2 separate regions of the Mus musculus genome follow, and region 2 is linked to region 1. A link is a contact called in public HiChIP or PLAC-seq data. All regions are on one chromosome and are shown on one strand. The core of a region is the stretch at or near the end of the contact, and the rest is flanking DNA. Distances in the headings are between cores, read along the strand shown. Region 1 overlaps Dcdc5 (doublecortin domain containing 5). Region 2 holds the start of Mpped2 (metallophosphoesterase domain containing 2).

Region 1 (3,488 bases), core at 114-2,613:
ATGAAAAGTCATGGGTTTGGCTCCAGACTTTCCATACTTTCATCTGTTACTCTTGTTTGCCCCTCCCTTATTGCCCTTTTAATGCTCTTCTGCTCTAGTCTAACCACCTTGTTCCCACCTCCTTGGCTTCCATGTCCCATGTCCTTCACTTATGTTCCATGTCCCATGTCCTCTCTTATGTTCTTCCTTCTCGGCTGGTAGTGTGTCTTTGCTGGGAAAACTCTATGTTAGAAGTCACCGTGCAGTTTCTCTGGAGTCCTTCAGTCTGTATATATAGAGGACCTAGCAAGGGCGGCTTGAGGTGACTTAAGGAAGGACATCCGTGGAGCACACTCTGAGGACATAAATCCACAAGAGATCCTTCTTTCTTTTCTAATGAGATTATAATTTAATTACGTCATTACCCCCTTCCCTTTCCTTCATTCAGGCTCTCCCAAATGTCCCTCCTTACTCTCCTTCAAACCCAGGGCCTCTTTCTGTTTTCACTATCACAAGAGCATATGTATGTACATGGATGTCCCTAAGTATAACTTGCTTGATCCATATGCTACTTGTATGTATGATTTCAGGGCTAAAGGATGAGCCGTTTTCATCACTGGGCTCTGTGGGGAGATGGGTGGCAAAGCCTGTTAGGATCTGGGTGAGCCTGGGCACTGGTCCCATCCCTGCTGATGGGAGGCAAACTCAGAGCACAGACTTTGGGAATGGCCTTCTCATTTTCTCAACATTGCAGAGATTGTCCCTTTGTGACTTCTGAGCCCTGTGTGGCCCTTCCTCCCTAACCACTCACCCTGTCACATCAGCATCTTACTCTCCCTCCAGTGAGTCAGGTGAATTCTCCATTTGCTCCTTTGCTTGTTTGCCTTTGGTTCTGACTAGAGTGTTCTGCCTCGTCTAGGGGATTTCTTCCCAGGCCTCTGTTTTAGTGTAGCTTCTGAGAGGTCTCAGAATACAGCAGATCCCATGGCAGTGACTCTCCCTGCCGTATGCTGTGTTCTTCCATGGGGGTGGGGGAGCACTAGCTGTGGCCACTCATGTCCTTGTCTATTATCTTTCTTCTTACCAACACAATGTGAGCATCATTGTCCTGTTTATTGCTGTACCCCACACAAAGAATTCTATACCTCGCATACAGTAGAAGCTAGATAAATATTGATTAAAGGAATGTGTAACTAATGGAGATGCAGCTGATAAATTAGCAATTTGGTTAGTTAATTATTTAAACAAGATAATTTTTTAAAGGCTCCTTAAAAACTGACTTGACTACATTTGACTTACCAGGAATATCAAAGGCTGGTGAATTAATTGCAAGTAGGGTGAGGGTGACAGGGCTGTGCTTTCTATTTCCAACACAAGATGGCACTGGTGTATTTTCAACCACTGGGAATAGGTGGCGTGGGAAGCTGCCTGTGCTCAGGAGGCCTTGGCTACACTCCAATCTTATATCCATAAGCAGCGCTGGCCCTGGCCCCTGATAAGTGCACAGCCACATGTGTTAGCAGCAGAGTTGCCCTGGAAGACTCTGCTCATTTCATAATGCTCGCAGTTACATCAAATTATCACCACCACTCAAGTGCCTACAGTATTCCCCAGAGAAGGAACACTATTTACCCAGTAGCTTGCTGGGCCTGAGGTACACTTGCTGCTTTGCCTGTGTGTTTATCCCACCCTTGGCAAAACAGTCTTTATAATGCTGCTTCCAAGTCCCACTCAAAGCAAGGCTTTTCTAACAGCAACCTGGAGCTTAGAATCCGTGGGTCTGAACAGTGTGCGCTACCTCACCCATCTGTGTCTTAAGCATCTAAACTATCACTATTATATTCTAGAGTTTCCATGTAATTTTCTCAATTAAAAAGCACGTGTGCAGCTGTGCTTTAAGTCACTTTAGATTCCTCTGCTGAGAATAAGATTTTTTAACATCTATAACACATGCCACTCAGTCATCTGGACTATACTGCTTCTGGCAGAACTATGACCTACTTTACCCTGGTATTAGGAGTGTCATTTCATGTTCATTATGAATTGTTGAAATTGTTTAATGGTCTTAATATAACTTTTCAATATAATATATGGATCCGCTTTTCAAAACCAAAATAGCAAAAATGCATGTTGTTTATTATATGATTGAGGAATTTTATTTGTAGGCCTCTACTAAAAGATCTAAATTGTGTACTAGTGAGGAATGGCTTTCCAAATCTAGACACCCCTGTGAAAATGTGATTTACAGAAGCACCAGTATCCTGTAGGCTGTGGTCAGGCTGCACATGGAGACCCCGTGAACACACATCAGCATTCTTAGCCTTGACCTTGCTCCCGCATCTTAACAGAGATTCTCATGCAAGAGCCCACCTCCGCATGGAAGCCTGTCGCAGGACGCTCAAGTATGCTTGGCAGGACCCTTCGTACAACCTTGCTGCTGATGGCAGTCTTCCAAAGAAAGCAGAGAAAGAGCTCTTTGAAAATGTGCAGCCCCCAAAGAAACACAGGTAAAATGTGCAAGGGATTTCTGTTGGTGGAGTCTGTCTGGCCTTGGACTCCCTCATGCTGGTACAAGTACATTCCTTAACATTTTTACTTTGATTTGCTACTGTGTGTGCCAGCATGTACATTTTTGTCTTGTGATACTGATCAAAGCATCTGGGACTAGAGGGAAGGGGAGGCTCTTTACCCTTCAGCTCATCCTGAGCAGGGTCTTGGTATGTGATGTGATACACTCTTTCTACCAAACAGTAGTTTCATCCACCTGTGAGTCCTGAGAACTTGGAACAGAATTCAAAGCTTTATATTCATTGAATGCATGTGTGGATAAATGCCTGAACACTATAGTAAGGTGCCTCCAATTCCCTTAAGAATCTAAGAAAATACAATTTTTCCTTTTAAGCATTTTTTTTTCTGTTCCTGACCCAGTGAAATGTTAGGGATATAACATGTGTTGTAATTTTTCATCTTTAGAATTTTGCTTAACATTATAGTGGTTACTAGCATACGTGAGTTAAACCATTCCACACATTTAGCAGTTAGCATTTGAGCATGCACAGAACAGGGGCTTTAATGAAGCAACTTAGATTAAAATGTCAGTGTAGACTGATATTTATACTGTGTCACATATCTGCTTAATATTTTAATGTCCTTAAGGAAGAGATTTACTTAAATGAACTTCCTGGTATATCCTTATTCTCTTATGATAATTCTTTACTAGAAACTTTGGAGCCCAGAACCCAGAAGTGACAGAAGGAAAAATATTTCTGCTTGCACAGAACACCATTATTTTTCTGTTTCCACCCTGCATACTTCCTCTCCTCTCTCTCATTTTGTTTGATTTTTGCCTTTTCTTCTTCTGCTATACTACTTCTGTCTGTACTTTCTTTCTCTTAGCTGAACATTTTTTCAAATGTTCTTTTAGATAAACATTCATTACTTTCATAAAATAAGCTCAGGAGTCCACTTTAATTTTTTCTTAGTAACATGCAGTGTGTGTGTGTGTGTTT
Region 2 (3,602 bases), core at 47-2,546, 340 kb after region 1:
TTTGGCATCCTTTAATGTCAGTGTCACTTGCTGTGATTTGTGCTTGGCCAGAGAAGGCACTGTCCTTTCCCCTCAGCCCATCAGGCAAGCACTGACACTCTGGGCACACTATACAATGAAAGTACATCAGTAAGCCCATTTCCCCTTCATTTCTGCATCCTGAGCAGAAGAGATGGACTACTTAAAATTCAAGTGTCAGGAAAGTCCATTGTAAAAGGGAAATATTTTCAAGCGAATTCCGTTTGATCTTTTTTTTTTTTTTCTTTAAATAAGGGGCTCCTTCTGCCTCTCTCCCTTCCTTTCCAGACCTTGGAAACCAATTAGTCTCAGCACAGAGGCTACAGGCCAGGTTGAAACGGCTCCTTTTTAATTTTAGGGGATATAATTTCAGCCAGGACGTCTAGTCAGTTGTCATGTAGTATACAAAGCACAGGTTTCACTCTCGTGCACATACATTGGTGTTCCCTTCGGAGAATGCAGATTTTCTTTTCTTTTCTTCTTTCTTCTTCTTCTTCTTTTTTTTTTTTTTTTTTTTTTTTTTTTTTTGAATCTGACTCCTAGAAAGGAATTAGATCTGGTCGCCGTCCAAATCCTTCGGCTCTGACAGTGGCATAACATCACAGGGCCACCTCATCTTTCAGACAGCCGTGCCAACCAAGTTTTCTAAAAAGCCGTCTGTCCCACCATTTCAGCGGCTTTTCCTATCCTTACCCCGCCCTCCTTTTGCATACAAATCCTAGTGTTCCGCTCCCCTTCCCCGCCAGGTTTCCAAAGTAGCAGAGAAAATTGGAGTAACTTCGATTTATTTATTTATTTATTTATTTGAAGAGCGTGTCTTTGGGAAAGGGAGAATGTGATTCAAAGGGGCGCGGGGGTGTGGGTGCGGAAACAATTAAAGCCTTTGCCTGACTTCACCTTCTTATCCTGAACCTGTCTTAATTCTTGAAGGTGAAAAAACACCAGCTGGGTTGGCCTTTTCTTTCTCAGGAACAACATTACAGAGCCAAAGTGGGGTGTGTGTGCCTCTGGCTCTATGAGAGGGTTTAGGAGAGGGAAGCCTTGATACCCCATAGGAAAGTCTCAGTTCAGCAGTGTGGAGGGACCCTGGGGTCGCCCCTCTTGTGAGATCTTAGTGCCCCAGTCGCTCCTCCTGCCCCTGCAGCGAGTTCTGCGCTTTGGAGCTGTGCCAGGACCTCTGACAGAGCCTGGCAGGTTCATGAGTGGGGGGCGGGGGCTTGGTGTTCTCTTTGCAGAAGACGACCATCTGGGGGGCTCCCTTATTTTCCTGGCGCTCAGTGGCCCGCCCCCATCTCCCCGACCCCTATCATTTTAACGCTGATCACACACGATGGTGAACTTGCAGCTCAGCTTCCTGCCGCCTGCTTGACCCAGGGAGCACCAGCAGCCTGCGGGCCTCGCCCTCCGCTCTCCCTCCTCTCCTGGAAACCCCGCGGCCTCGGGGCGTGGGTGGGGGGTTCGAGTGGGCCGGAACTACGGCAGGGGCGTGCAGGGCGCGGGGTCCCAGCGGGGAGCTCACAGCAAGCGGCGCCTGGGCGGCCCTGCTTCCTGGAGCTGTGCTCCTTTGACCCCAGTGGCAGTCCCTGTCACTGCACCGCTCGCGCTCCCTTCGCTCGCCGCGCCCTCGCTGCCTCTCCTCGCCCCCTCGCTCCTTCTCTTCCCAGATCGAGGCTGCTCCGGTCCTCTCCACCTCCCCACGCAGCGACCCCGCGTCCCGCTCGCACCGCGCCCCTGTGCTGCCCTCCCAGGCCCTGGATCGGCGGCGGGGACCTCCGGGGTCGAAGGTTCTGGCCCGCCCGCGCCCCTCGCCCCTGCCGCCCCCAGCGCTGCTCCAAGCCGGCTCGGGTTGCTTGGCGATGGCTCGCCCGCACACCGGGCGCTGAAGGCATCCCGGGGACCCGGAGCGCAGCCCGGGAAAGGTAATCCGCCCGGGGAAGGGAGGCGGAGGGCGGGGGAGGGGGGAGGAGGCGGCCGGTGCCGGGCGCGAGAGGAAGGGGAAAAAAAAATGCACACACAAAGCGGAGCCCGGGTGAGAGGTGCCTTGTCAGAGGCGCGTGCGAGGGCGCGGGGGCTGCGGAGCGCGGCGGCCCCGCCGACCCTGAGGTTGGCCGACTGAACACTCGAGGACCCGGGGAGAGCAGATTTGTCTCCCCCGAAGCCCCCAACAAGCGAGAGCGAATTTCTTTACGTAGCTGTCCTTCTTCCCACTCCCCATCTCGCCCCCTGTTCTCCCTTCCCCCCAGCCCTCGGCCACGGACCTCTCGGGGTCCCCACCTCCCTGCCCCCTCCTCCGCCGGGTTTCTCAGGAAGGTGGTGGCGGCAGGGGGAGGGGGTTGTCCGCGAAAGCCTGCGGCAAAGCCCCGGGGCAAGGGATGGGGGTGGGGCCCGGGAGTCCGAGATCTGTTTACTAGAAAGTCCCAGGGTCGTGCGCCGCAGCTGCCCCGGCCTAGGCCCGGGTGCATTGTGTTGGCCCGAGCCCTGTGCGCCCGCGGCGGCCCGGGGCCAGGTGCAGTGGCCGGACGGCTCGGTGCAGCTTTGTGCTCCGGCCGCCCGCGCGCGCAGCGCTCCAGCGCGGAGCTCTCCGCCAGCCCCCGCGCCCGGACCTTACTCTCCGGTCTCGGCGATTGCTGCCTGCCGAGCGAGAGGGCTGGGAGGCGGGGTACGGCAGCGTGGAAAAGTAACCGTAGCCGCCCAGTTTCTTTTCTACCTAAGCAGTAGTTGTGTGGATCTCCCCCTTTACCCCCCAACCCTATTTACATTTACATGTGGCAAGATTCTCTTTTAAAATCTTTTGAATTTCGGGCTTTTGCGGCCTAGGAGGTGAAGGGAGCATTTTTTTTTTTTTAACCTAGAGGTTCGAGAGGGCATTGAAATCCCCCAGCAAGAAAAGAGCACGGAAAGATAAGCAGTGGGGTTGATTTATAGCGCACCCCACAACACACCCGGAATTAAGAGTGAATGCGGGTCATGAAAAATGTGTAATTGATTTGTGATGGTAAAGACACTAACAGGTCAGGCTGGGAAAAACACACAACTTTAACTGGAAGGGAAAGACTTCCAAAGAGGGGGCAAGGCGGTGGCCTCCACATTCTCCTCCAGCCCGATGGCTGGCTGGATCTCTTCCCTTCCCAACTGTTCCCGGGAGGAGCCTGGCAGCTCCGGGACTCAGAGCAAAGAGGCAGCTGCTTAGGGTACGGACTCGGGCTCTGGTCTGTATGCTCGGAGATGCCAGTGCGCTTCGGAGGCTTCCGTCCCAGACCTGGGGTTAAGATGCCCCACCGAGGATGGCAGCGACGTCAGAGCCCGTTTTCTACGGCGGTCTTCAGTCGGTGTCCCGCTGGGAGAGAGGAAGGTGGGGGAAAATGCTTAACCGACCCTGGGGGAGAAAGTCTACTGTCCTTCGTGCTGCCTCCACCGCCGGCAGTGGCGGTGCCCAGCGGGTACTCAGCGTCTACGGAAAGAGGAGGGAGTTGTGGCCAGGACCAGGCAACGGGAGCTGTTGACAGAGCAGGGCATGTGTGTGTGTGTGTGTGTGTGTGTGTGTGCGCGCGCGCGCGCGCGTGTATGTGTGTAGTAGCTGCAGC

Evidence for each region. HiChIP or PLAC-seq counts read pairs in DNA pulled down with a chosen protein or histone mark.
Region 2: a contact with region 1 is called in an H3K4me3 HiChIP or PLAC-seq map of embryonic limb bud, with 4 times the contacts expected there. The contact joins the promoter of Mpped2 here to the enhancer-like site in region 1. A contact is called at or near these places in 6 of 39 promoter capture datasets (cranial neural crest, embryonic stem cells, frontonasal cranial neural crest and 3 more), 22 of 484 Hi-C or Micro-C datasets (cerebellar granule neurons, cerebellum, cerebral cortex and 12 more) and 13 of 115 datasets of contacts at active chromatin or transcription factors (astrocytes, craniofacial prominence, embryonic basal ganglia and 8 more).

What each region holds. Positions count from the first base shown.
Region 1 is chr2:106,354,703-106,358,190 of GRCm38.p6, forward strand. Dcdc5 (doublecortin domain containing 5) reads left to right here. Exons shown (of 24, transcript NM_177844.2): 12 at 2,328-2,486. Among named protein-coding and RNA genes, the nearest start is that of Gm36036, 54 kb to the right of the region's middle. Within about 2 kb of position 1,364, at least 17 of the 459 cell types and tissues checked have an H3K27ac peak or open chromatin away from gene starts, as enhancers often do. A contact at or near this core is called in embryonic limb bud, where this site is marked.
Region 2 is chr2:106,691,885-106,695,486 of GRCm38.p6, forward strand. Mpped2 (metallophosphoesterase domain containing 2) reads left to right here and starts at 1,297. Exons shown (of 7, transcript NM_001143683.2): 1 at 1,297-1,937.